Regions from separate parts of the Mus musculus genome. Here regions 1, 2 and 4 are each linked to region 3. Evidence: chromatin contacts called from public Hi-C, Micro-C and promoter capture Hi-C data. All regions are on one chromosome and are shown on one strand. The core of a region is the stretch at or near the end of the contact, and the rest is flanking DNA. Distances in the headings are between cores, read along the strand shown. Region 1 overlaps Mcph1 (microcephaly, primary autosomal recessive 1). Region 2 overlaps Mcph1 (microcephaly, primary autosomal recessive 1). Region 3 holds the start of Angpt2 (angiopoietin 2). Region 4 holds the start of Agpat5 (1-acylglycerol-3-phosphate O-acyltransferase 5 (lysophosphatidic acid acyltransferase, epsilon)).

Region 1 (2,700 bases), core at 154-2,653, 78 kb after region 3:
CTCCTCCAGTGGGGAAACTACTAGCAAACCCATTTCAACATGCGTGACAATCTAAAAATCATCTTAAAAGGCAGGCTGAGGCCCACAGAGTGTGAGAGGTGCACAGACAAAGACAGGGTGGCCACCAGAAGAAAGCCATGAACTCTATTGTGGCCAATGGACTTGGTTTCTCAGACTGAAAGGAAAGAGTTTGGTAAAACATGGGTATACTATGGCCATTGGTCACGAGTCCAGGGTATGTGGCTTGCACGCACACACACACACACACACACACACACACACACACACACACACACACACACACTTCCAGTGTGCAGAGAAACAGGACATGCTCTTCTCTAAGTCACGCGTGTTCTCCTGGCATCAGGTCGGCTTTATGGGACTAAGGGGAGTGGAAGGTTGAATTAAGCAGGTGACTTACAGCCCAGGGCCTAGGGGTGGCATTAATTCTATCTCTATCTCCTCCCTCCCTCTCCCTTCCCGCTCTGTTTATTCTCCTTTGAATAGGAGATAAGGGCTTTCTGATTCCTTCACAAATGAATATGCCGAATATTCATTTTATATCAGTGCAAGAGTCATTCCTGTACCTTAAAAAGTAATTGTTTCAGTTTTAAGGGTCTCCTGAAATGCCCAGCAGACCTACTCTGCTCAGGGCAAAGCCTGTGAACCCCACAGCAGAGCAGTGCACCCCAGACCAAGACACATCTTTCATTGGCTTTTTAGGCTAAGTCTCTAAAACTTTGCTAAGAATTTTTCTCATTTTCTATTTTGTTCTCTACTAGCCTTTGATGAGAAAGCAATGTGCGGGAGTCTGGCTGTTTGGTCTGGTCATTTGATGCCCTATATAAACGGGACCTAGTTTCTTCTGAGGAAGAGGAGAGGAACTAGCTTGTTAATAAATTAGCTGTTAAGTCATAGAAAATTAGGTCTAAGGATGCCTCAGTACCTGTAGTCTTTACACTATAAACTATAATTTAGTGTCTAAACACAGCAAAAGCTTTAGTGATAATATTGTATTAAACAGTCCCAGCTGGGCCCAGCGGCAGGTTCCAGTCATTGGCAGGCAGGCAGGCGGGCAGATGATCAGGCCTTTTTAAGATGAGGGAAATGCCAAACTAGACCCATCAGGCTGGTGATGTCTCTTCTGACTTCTGGCCCCAGATGTTGCCTGCTGAGTCCTGGATCAGGTTTCTGAACCTGGCTGCCCAACTTAGAAACTGCAATTTGATTAAGTTTGGTTCAGTTTATCTATCGGTTTGAACCACTGTGTGATCATATGAGAGCACCTTCTAGGCCACTGTACCTGCTAAGCTTTGCTCCTGAGGCACAGGGTAGTCCTTCCTTGGTTTCAAGATCCACAGGCTTGTACTTTGAGTTTATTTGAGCAATGTTTGGACTGGACAAGGTCCAGGCCTGGATTACAGCCCATGATTATCTAAGCGGGATCCATTAGAGGCCTTAGAAGTTCAGCCACTTAGAGAAAAGGCCTGGGTCACATGGTGGGCAGTGGTTTGAAAGGGGACCAGCAGGCTCATCCTAATCCACAGGCTGGAAGGCCGCTGACTTGGAACTATGACGCTGGAAAGACAGGTGAACTCTCCCCCTGAACAGGTGGCCAGAGCCACACTGCAAAGAGCTCATCTAAGCAGAATTGCTCACTTTATGGGGTGTTTTACAGAGAGACCTTAAATGCCTCAAAATCAGTGGGATGCCTTTCTGGGAGGCATAAACAAAACTATTTCTTTAAAGAGGGGTGTGTGTGTGTGTGTGTGTGTGTGTGTATGTGCGTACGCACACGAACACTCAGGATGTTGGATCCCTGACGCTGAAGTTACATTATGAGCTGCCTGAAGGACTGTCCTCTGGTGGGCAGCAAGTCCTGTTCATTCCTGAGCCACCTCTCTTCCCCACATAAAAATCTTGTACTTGATAATAAAAATATCTTTCACTTTATATAACATGTATGTATTTTGCCTGCATGCATGGCTGTGTCCCTTATGTGTACATCTTGTACCCTTAGAGGGGACAGGTAAGGGTGTCAGTCAGATCTTCTGGAACTATAGTTTGAGATGGTTATGAGTCACCATGTGGGTGAGGGGAATAGAACCTGGAGCCTCTGGAGGAGCAGCCAGTGCTCTTTACTTCTGAGCCATCTCTTCAGCCCTAACAGAAACCGTTTTGTAGACTATAACCTCCAGCTGCATCTCCTTTTGCCCTTACCCATCCTCTGTGTCCTTACAACTTCTTCCTTCAGTTAAGTGATGGGAAGAAAAGCTGAGGACCAAAACTGGGCCCCCAATTAGTGGGTGTTTCTAGAACCTTTCCCAGGCTTTGGCCAAAGTCTTCAGCATCACAGAGAGACTGTGTCTTGGAAAGGTGGGTCCAAGGCTTTATCCGCAACATGGTGAACTCAGTATTTTAGCTGAAAAACCACAGGAGTTTGAAAGCTACCATCCTGCCTCAATCTCTGCCCATCAATATTTAAAAGAAAATAAACAAGGTCACGATTTGTAGATGGTATTAGCTCCGTAAGAACAAAGAATGGTTGAATTGATGGACGCCGTGCCTTGTAAGTCAATCACCATGGTGACAGCAGAGCCAGTCTGAGCTCAGAGTTTCCTCAAGCCAAGCTGGGAGGCTGACCAAGCCCTTGCATGGCCCTGCCTCCTCCAGTGTTTCCTTTCCTCCGGCCACAGTGCT
Region 2 (2,700 bases), core at 133-2,632, 110 kb after region 3:
GACTTGAATAACTGTATTGCCAGAGCAGACTTTCTCTTGTACCTCTTCTTCAGTTTTCCTTTTGGAGATGAACCCAAGTCCGCTGCCCTTTTTCTCTTTGCAGAAGAATTCTTGGGTCCCAACCGTACTTGGTGTTCTTCTATGATGGACATCGTAGGAGACAGACAGAGCTTCTCATCAGGCACCCCCTGAGATACACCTGCAGCTTGCTTTCTCTCGGAATCAGCTACCGCACCTGTAGCATCCTTCTGACAGTTGATGCTCTCCTTTGAAGGACTGTCTGGAGCTTTCTGAGGACGTGGCTGCCTGAGATGGTTGGGTGATGCTGAGCCATAAAAACTGCTTGCCCTCAACACAGGTGAGGAAGGGCATGTCACCGTGGTCATCTCATTAGCAGATCTTCCCAGTTTCCTTTCTTGATCTCCACAGGAATCACCGAAAGATGAGTGGGAGCCACTGGCAAAGGATTCATCTGCAGAGATCAACAAAGAATCGCCTTTAAAATGTGCAAGTGACCAGACAGGGTGTCACTGGTCATTGTGTAACTCTAGCTGGCTTGGAACTCAAGAGAGAGTCTGTCCCTGCCTCCTGAATGCTGGCTTGGTTTAAAGGTATGTGCCACCATGCTTGGCTAGGCTTTGGTCTTCTATAAGCCATTTCTCCTCATAAACAGAACACGGCTCCTCATATCTGTCCCCTGTTCTTCCATCAAGTCCTCATGTTTTATTTATATTTCAAATGAAGCATGTGGGGCTCTCAATATTCCGATCTCTCATGAAGTCTGCACTTCTCTCAGAAGTAATGATACGCTGTCCATCACCTCTGCAGGCTCCCCACTCTGACCCCAGCTTTCTGACACATTTTGCTGTGGGTAAACACAACTCATCCTTCAAAACCAGCTCAGTGTCAGTGTCACCTGTGACTCTCCTGATCCTGTCAGGTCACAGTGCTAGCCCCTCCTGGGACTCAGCATGCTACTGTCCTCTCATTATACTGAAGTACTAGAGGGCAGTCAGCACTTTCTGCTCACTTTCCTGAACCTGTGGTCATTACTCAGACCCAGTTCTACTGGTACAGTGCTGCCCAGCTGAAGGCTTCCTTTTTTAGAGAAAAGACACCATCTGGAGGCAGTGCTGGGATTCTAACTTAAACAACTCGAGCTCGGCTTTCAGAGCAGAGTGGTGGCAACAGAGATATCCTGTCCTTGAAGCTGTGCTCTGGGAAGGGAGGGGCAAAAGCAAAGGTCAGCTGATACTGGGCCTCTGCTGAAGTGCTTCCAAGACAGCAGTTGGAGTGATACTGAGATTTACTCTTAGGAACTGAATGCATTAATCACTCTTCAATAAGCCACGATTCAGTGTGGCACATCACTAAGAGCATAAATTCTTAGACTACTTATGTCAGAAGCCTGGGTGTATCACTCACAACCTCAGGATCTTGCACAATCCACTTGACCTCCTGGTTTTCTCTTCTGTGAAATGGGAGTGGGGATGCAGCCTACCTCATGGAGACTTGGGGTGTGTGTGTGATACAGTGAGACACAAGAACAGTATAGGGAAAGGTAAGCCAGCATTGTTATCGCCATTTGCTTCCAATCTATGGGAGATATAACTGAGCAAAGAAAAGATGAATGGGTAAACAAGCTCAGAACATGCAGGACAGACTGCCAGAATACACCCCACGGACAGGAAGAACACCTAGCTGAATCTCCTCATGTGGCGTTTGAAGCCCTTTTGAACACAGTTGTTTAGGGTTTCCACAGACTTCACTTAGGCCCCCATGGACTTACGTGAGGGAAGTGTAAAGAACTCAACACCTGACAGCTATATAGCCTTGAAAAAAGGTCAAGGGCTCCTATACTATTTAACACAGACTCTTTTCAATAATATGCTTCATGGCTTAATTAAACACGAATAATTCCTCTTTAGTGCTAACTGTGCTCAGATATACATTTACACTGCATTTAAATCATATATAGTCACAAGGATTTCCACAACAAAGCAAACAATCAAACAAATCCCCAGGGAGGGACTAATAAGAGTTCAAGCAGGAGGTCCCCAATACCATAAGACCAAATCTCATGGAGAAACTTAGGTCTACTCAGCTGCTTGAGTGGTTAGAACGGACCACACGACATCTTGGCATGGTGGAGCATTTTTGTAATCTCAGTACTCGAGGAGACAAGGACATGGTTCTAGTTGGAGGCTAGCTGGGTATCTATTGAAGTGCCATGCTAGCCAGAGCTCCACAGAAAAAGTCTAGCTCAAAAAGTACAGTGTGAGAGGAGACACACACACACACTTTTCAAATCATAAGTCTGTTACAAAAACAAAATACATATTACAATTTTACCTGAACTCAAAGGTTGGTGAGAAATGTTCAAGGATGTTTCAAACAGACTGACACATGGATTCTGCTGAGACTGCTCCAACATCTGGGAGGCTGATAACACAATGACAAGTTTCAATAACTGGATGGCAGAATTGCCTACTGGACAGGGACAAGAGCATATCTACCCATTCTGCTCCTGATCCCATATACACAGGAAATTAATCTTACCTTTAGGCTAAGCTTAATATAATTCGAGAACAAAAACTATATCAGTTATACTGTAGATTTAAGACTGACAAAATGAATCCCTATCAATCACTGCCCCACAAACATGATCACACAATCACATGAGATGGGACTTTCAAAATC
Region 3 (2,700 bases), core at 201-2,700:
GACTGCTCCCCACCCCCAGCTAATTGTCCAGAGCATGAGCTGTGGCCTTTCTGCGCCACAGAACTTGGTAGTAGTCTCTGAGCCTATGTGTCCCTTCAATGGAGTGGGAGGCTCATGGTGTCTTTAAGAAGGGTGTGTCTTCACTGATGGCAAAATATGGTTCATCAGTTCTCAGAGATACAGGAAGAGCTAAATATCACTTATTGCCTGGTGAAAAATATAGACATGTTCTTTTCCAAGTTCATGGACCCTGTAGATCTTGGGGTAAAAAACCAAAACATAACCCTCTTCTGTTGCCAACTCGGGAGCCAGTCTGCTACAGGATGCATTTAAAAAAGATTCAGTTAGTTCTCTTCCAAACAGACTCTGTGAAAAACAACATTCCCCATGCAGATTCTAGATTCACCTATGATCTAAAATCATGACTCTCCTAGCCTCCAGAAGCCGAGGATGTGTAACACAGAGTTGCCCTGGGGTTTCTGGAGGCGGACGTGGTCCTTTGAGTCAGGGATGCTGGAGTCTTCCCAGTACCGATCTCTGCAGCATTAACTTCTAGTCATGAAGGGGTGGTGACTCTGGACCAGCAGAGCCACAGAGCTGGAAGTGTTTTAGAAGTCAGTGCAGCCCCCAGCTTTTATGGCCAGGGGCTTTTGAACTTAATTAAAAGGGGAAAGTGATTTGCCTGAGCCCACTGACTGGGACTAATTTAATCAGGAACATGCCACAGAGTGATGAGCCCGAGGAAACCCTGATACAGTGAAGGAAAAGGTGTATGTTTGTTTCCTCTCGACATACTTCACTCAAATATCTATTGTTACTTAACAGACAATTAATCAGGCCAAACTACTTTAAGTTTTATTTGTATAGTATTTTGTGTTAAGGCACAGACATGTGAGTGCTGAGAAAACTGATGTTGGTAACTTGATTTAATAATATCAAACTGGGTTAAAATAAAAAAAAATGTGCATAACTTAAAAAAAAAACCAAATACCAACAAGACTTTACTTCCCCTTGGAAAAGCACATTTACAAGGGCTGATCTTAGCCTTTATATTTACAATAAAGAAAATAAACCAAGGTCCCGATATAGCTGTAATTTTATTCCTAAAAGAACAGAAACTTTCACTATGCTTTAAAATTAAAGTGATTACCTCAGATACTCTGCAAGCTTAGCCTACAAACGAGCAGACAGACAACAGAGCCCCAGCTACTCTCTAGGAAATAATTAGGGTGGTGCCTCTGACATGCCCAGGGGTCTTGTGGCTGGTCTGTGTTCCCAGAAGGCTTCTGCAGTACACAGTCCTTTGGGGCAGTAAGCACTATGCTCTGATTTTTCCTGTTGCCTGGCTAGTGACCCCCTACAGGAAGATAGTGGGTGAGCCAGGGGGCGGAGCGGCTGGCTGCACATGTCTGGCTGCTCTTATCAACTTATCATATAAGGGAAGGAAAGTGATTGATTCGGATACTGACACTGTAGACTCAGGGGAGAAACAAAGAGTCCGTGCAGACCTCTGGAGTGAGCAGGGCTGCTCCTTCCTCTCAGGACAGCTCCGAGTGTGCCGGGGAGAAGAGAAGAGAAGAGACAGGCACTGGGAAAGAGCCTGCTGCGGGACGGAGAAGGCTCTCACTGATGGACTTATTCACACGGCACAGCCCTGTGCCTTAGACAGCAGCTGAGAGCTCAGGACGCAAGTTTGCTGAACTCACAGTTTAGAACCCAAAAAGAGAGAGAGAATGTGGCAGATCATTTTCCTAACTTTTGGCTGGGATCTTGTCTTGGCCTCAGCCTACAGTAACTTTAGGAAGAGCGTGGACAGCACAGGCAGAAGGCAGTACCAGGTCCAGAACGGACCCTGCAGCTACACGTTCCTGCTGCCGGAGACCGACAGCTGCCGATCTTCCTCCAGCCCCTACATGTCCAATGCCGTGCAGAGGGATGCACCCCTCGACTACGACGACTCAGTGCAAAGGCTGCAGGTGCTGGAGAACATTCTAGAGAACAACACACAGTGGCTGATGAAGGTAGGAAGGTGGGCTGGCTCTGGTGAGCAAGAACTAATAGCCCTGGCTTTATCAGGGACTGGGGCTGCGGAGGTGGGCTGCAAACATCCTCTTTTGTGCTGCCCTGCAGCAAAGCAGTCACAGAGAGAAGAGCCACAGAGGGGTTGTCTGAAAAGAATGCCAGAATCTGGTCAGAAAACCCCCTGAACTTAGGAATCTTTGCTAGCCAAGCAGAGGAAGTGCGCTTCTCTGCAGATCGCGCGTGCTGTTTTGTTTGAGTAGCTGAGACTAAGTGACACCCATTACCAGGATCTTCTCAGCGGGTTGTAGGCATGTGAGGGAGGCTGTGAACAAGACAGCACGGAGCCAGGAAAAACGTGACAATCACGTTAATTACGGATACTTAACGGATGGAGTCAAGTGCTTTACCAATTTCCTGAATTTCTTTACGAAAATAGATTATGACTCTTGGTAAAAGAGAGGAAATTAAATAAAGCCAACCTTGTGTTCTCAGAGTCTCAGGGCTGCGCTGTGAAGGGGCTGCCATCTGGAAATGGCACCGTGTTTCCCAAGTGTCCCGGAGACACTGCAGGCAGACCCCCGTTCAGTTCCAGAGACAGGCTCTGAGCTTGTCCCCACGTGGGACTGCTATGCTCGTGCCACGCCGGGCGGGCTGAGAGGGTCTGACAGTTTGTTCTTG
Region 4 (2,700 bases), core at 57-2,556, 100 kb before region 3:
CAACTGGCGCAAAACTCAGTAAGGGATCCAGTCGCCAAAGTACCCCCCTAACACAGAATGAAAAGAACTGAGAAATGGGGGGGAAAGTCATAGATACATCTGGGAGAACCCAAACAGAGCTCTTCTTTGAAACTGAAAACCAAAAAGGAAGTACAACTGTAGGTTTTTATGGGATGTCATATAACGAATTCACATTAGGAGAGCTTTCTACTCTTTATTGTTTTCAGAGTTCAATCTCCACGGGGCGGGGGGGGGGGAGGGAGGGGTGGAAAGAAAGAAAGAAACAGTAGCAGGAAGAAAGCAATCTGACAAGAGATCAGCCCACATTGAAGCCCAGTCCAAGCTGAAGAGAACTGTATCGACAGTGAGGCTCCTATTGTAACCAATGTATTCATTTCCTCCCTAGGCCCTCGCTTTCACCCGGGAGGAACCCAAGGCAGGAGTCGTCCTTCACAGCTGTCACTTTGGTCAGCGCCTAGAGGTCTTGCTAATCTAAAAGACCTCGGAAGTGCAAATGAAGCCAGTCCCAGCATCACCACCTCGGACTCAGTGCCCTACTTTGGCAGGCACTGAGATGGGCAGTAACAGCCGGCCCGGGGCGGGGGTGGGGCGGACCCGGGAACACACTCAGCCTCAGCAGGACGTTCCAGAAGGAACCCCGAAGTGAGAACCAGAAACTTCCCCCCGCGGCGGGAGGCCGTGAGCTGCGGCACGTGCTCGCCGGGCTGCGAGTGTTCGCCCGGGTTGCAAGCGCCGCCCCGGCCGCGGGGAGGGCTCGCACGCAGCCCTGCGCGGCCGCGCCTCACCTGGACCCCGGTGTAGTTCTCGAAGAAGAAGAGCACCATGTTCTGGTAGACGCAGTAAAGCCGGTCGTCCACGCGCTGGTACAGGCGGGCGGGCATCAGCGCGGAGAGCACCCGCCACAGCGTCCAGGCCAGCAGGTAGGTGGGCGCCGAGCCCAGCAACAGGACGCTGGGGAGCAGGTAGCGCATAGAGTACGTGTGGAGCACCAGGGACAGCAGCATCCTCTCGGCTCGCCAGCCGCGACTCCGCCTGCGTTGCCCGCGCGGCCACCAGGACCTCAGCCACCGCCGGCCGCCCGCCAATCACTGCGCGGGGCCGGCCGCGCCGCCGCCCTCCGCCCTGGCTCCGCCCCCAGCATGGGCCGCGGGGGCCCGGGACCCGGCGGGGACAGTGACGGCCTCTGCTCGCCGCCTTGGAAAGGGCACGCCTCGGCTTGCCGGGCGCACTCGCCTCGGGGTGCTCGCTTTGCTCCGCGCGACCCGTGCTTGTCAGCGGGGAGGCGGGGTGAAGCAAGGCTCCCGGGTAATAAGGCGCCTCCTGATTGGCCGACTTATGGGCGTAATACGTGTTCTGATTGGCTCGGTCCCTTGGCCTCGTCACGACGCATGCTCGACTGCGAATGCTGGCTGGGGATGAGCCCGGGAAGAAGTGAGGTGGTGGGTTTTGGCCTGTGCTGGCGTGCGAGAGCTGCGTGGAGACACGAGGATGCTTCCTGCAAGACACGCGTGAGCCGACTAAGTCGTGGAGCACAGGAGGAGCTCGATGCCGCAGGTTATGGACAACTGCAGCGTCTTCGCGTGCCGGAGGGCCACCCGTGCCCCCACGTGCATAGGAAGCACACCTTCCCTCCTCTTGGCTGTTGCAGAATGAGGCTGGGTCCGTCTCCTGTACCCTTGGTTCACCTTTCACGGGACTGTCACCTCCTTGTATTAAATCTTTCAAAGCCTTAACTTTTGCCCTTTAATAACCTCTTGCTCTTTAACTTGTTTCTACTGTGCGTTTTCCTAATATCCTACATTTCTTCTTTTCAATGTGTAGGAAAGTATTTCCCTATACATGTAGGATCCATAAGTTCTCTTCCCTCCAGAAAACTAGAATAGTTAAGTAACAGCAAAAACTTATCCAGGGGCCCAGGTCCTTTCACTGCCCTAACTAGTGGAGACCAGATAATTCTATACAAGAAGGTATAGAAGGAAACAGGTCAGTGCGCACGCTCAGATCTGTATAAAGTACGTTTTAAATATGTGGGTGTGTGTGTGTGTGTTGGTTTCTCTAAGTGACCCTAAGGTCACTTATTCTGCCCCTAGTTTTCTCCCTTTCCACACCACTGACGCCTGTGTCTCTGCTTCCTTGCCTTGGATTTCCCTTCATCTTTTGCCCCATGTTTCTTTCCCATCACCTCTGAGATGCGCTTCATAAGGCATACAGGTGACTCCTGTCATTAGCACACTATGTCAGATGGACGTGCTTAGGAGTTTACACGATATCAGAATGTATTGAATGACAATAAATTTCACTAAGTACAGTGGCTTCGCTGGCACCAGAGAGGCCCACTTTACTCTGTAGCCCTTGCTAAGGGAAACACAGGTTCTTTTATTGCAGTCTTAATTACTAATATTAACTCTCAGATCACACATACATCACTCTGTAAGTATATCTCTGTTTACATATGCATATATAGGTTACAGTGACTACAAAGAGTTAGAAAGAAGAAAGGAGTTTTAAAAGCCTTGGGAAGCCAGTGCTGGAGAACTGACAGGGCTATAAGAGTGTCTGTCACGATAACATGAACCACAAACCCAGCTTTAGGGGAAAAGCAGCTGTTGGTGGGTCACAGATATGACAAACTGTCCAGTTTAATGAAGATGCAGAGGTAAAAGGGCAGGCAAAGGAACT

Evidence for each region. Promoter capture Hi-C pulls out the DNA fragments that hold promoters and counts their contacts. Hi-C and Micro-C count contacts between places; a contact is called where the count stands out from the background.
Region 1: a contact with region 3 is called in a Hi-C map of liver, with 2.0 times the contacts expected there. The contact joins the enhancer-like site here to the promoter of Angpt2 in region 3. A contact is called at or near these places in 15 of 39 promoter capture datasets (the 3T3-L1 cell line, the C10 cell line, the HPC-7 cell line and 10 more), 7 of 484 Hi-C or Micro-C datasets (the C3H10T1/2 cell line, the G1E-ER4 cell line, the N1E-115 cell line and 3 more) and 1 of 115 datasets of contacts at active chromatin or transcription factors (double positive thymocytes).
Region 2: a contact with region 3 is called in a Micro-C map of granulosa cells, with 2.6 times the contacts expected there. The contact joins the enhancer-like site here to the promoter of Angpt2 in region 3. A contact is called at or near these places in 15 of 39 promoter capture datasets (the 3T3-L1 cell line, the C10 cell line, the HPC-7 cell line and 12 more), 43 of 484 Hi-C or Micro-C datasets (the 3T3-L1 cell line, B cells, the C2C12 cell line and 31 more), 9 of 115 datasets of contacts at active chromatin or transcription factors (a beta-TC-6 cell line, bone marrow-derived dendritic cells, bone marrow-derived macrophages and 6 more) and 5 of 9 other capture datasets (adipose tissue, embryonic stem cells, liver and 2 more).
Region 4: a promoter capture Hi-C map of hematopoietic stem and progenitor cells shows a contact between it and region 3. The contact joins the promoter of Agpat5 here to the promoter of Angpt2 in region 3. A contact is called at or near these places in 12 of 39 promoter capture datasets (the C10 cell line, the HPC-7 cell line, cranial neural crest and 8 more), 5 of 484 Hi-C or Micro-C datasets (the HPC-7 cell line, double positive thymocytes, embryonic stem cells and 2 more), 3 of 115 datasets of contacts at active chromatin or transcription factors (bone marrow-derived macrophages and embryonic stem cells) and 4 of 9 other capture datasets (adipose tissue, liver, macrophages and 1 more).

What each region holds. Positions count from the first base shown.
Region 1 is chr8:18,661,799-18,664,498 of GRCm38.p6, reverse strand. All of the region lies in intron 9 of Mcph1 (microcephaly, primary autosomal recessive 1), which reads right to left. Among named protein-coding and RNA genes, the nearest start is that of Gm25763, 49 kb to the right of the region's middle. Within about 2 kb of position 1,403, at least 37 of the 459 cell types and tissues checked have an H3K27ac peak or open chromatin away from gene starts, as enhancers often do. A contact at or near this core is called in liver, where this site is marked.
Region 2 is chr8:18,629,288-18,631,987 of GRCm38.p6, reverse strand. Mcph1 (microcephaly, primary autosomal recessive 1) reads right to left here. Exons shown (of 14, transcript NM_173189.3): 7 at 2,353-2,442; 8 at 1-472. Among named protein-coding and RNA genes, the nearest start is that of Gm25763, 17 kb to the right of the region's middle. Within about 2 kb of position 1,382, at least 39 of the 459 cell types and tissues checked have an H3K27ac peak or open chromatin away from gene starts, as enhancers often do. A contact at or near this core is called in the C2C12 cell line, alveolar type 2 cells, granulosa cells and 2 more, where this site is marked.
Region 3 is chr8:18,740,312-18,743,011 of GRCm38.p6, reverse strand. Angpt2 (angiopoietin 2) reads left to right here and starts at 1,450. Exons shown (of 9, transcript NM_007426.4): 1 at 1,450-2,021. The coding sequence starts at 1,734. The region is part of intron 12 of Mcph1 (microcephaly, primary autosomal recessive 1); the gene reads right to left.
Region 4 is chr8:18,844,885-18,847,584 of GRCm38.p6, reverse strand. It overlaps Agpat5 (1-acylglycerol-3-phosphate O-acyltransferase 5 (lysophosphatidic acid acyltransferase, epsilon)), which reads right to left and starts at 1,306. Exons shown (of 8, transcript NM_026792.3): 1 at 807-1,306. The coding sequence starts at 1,025.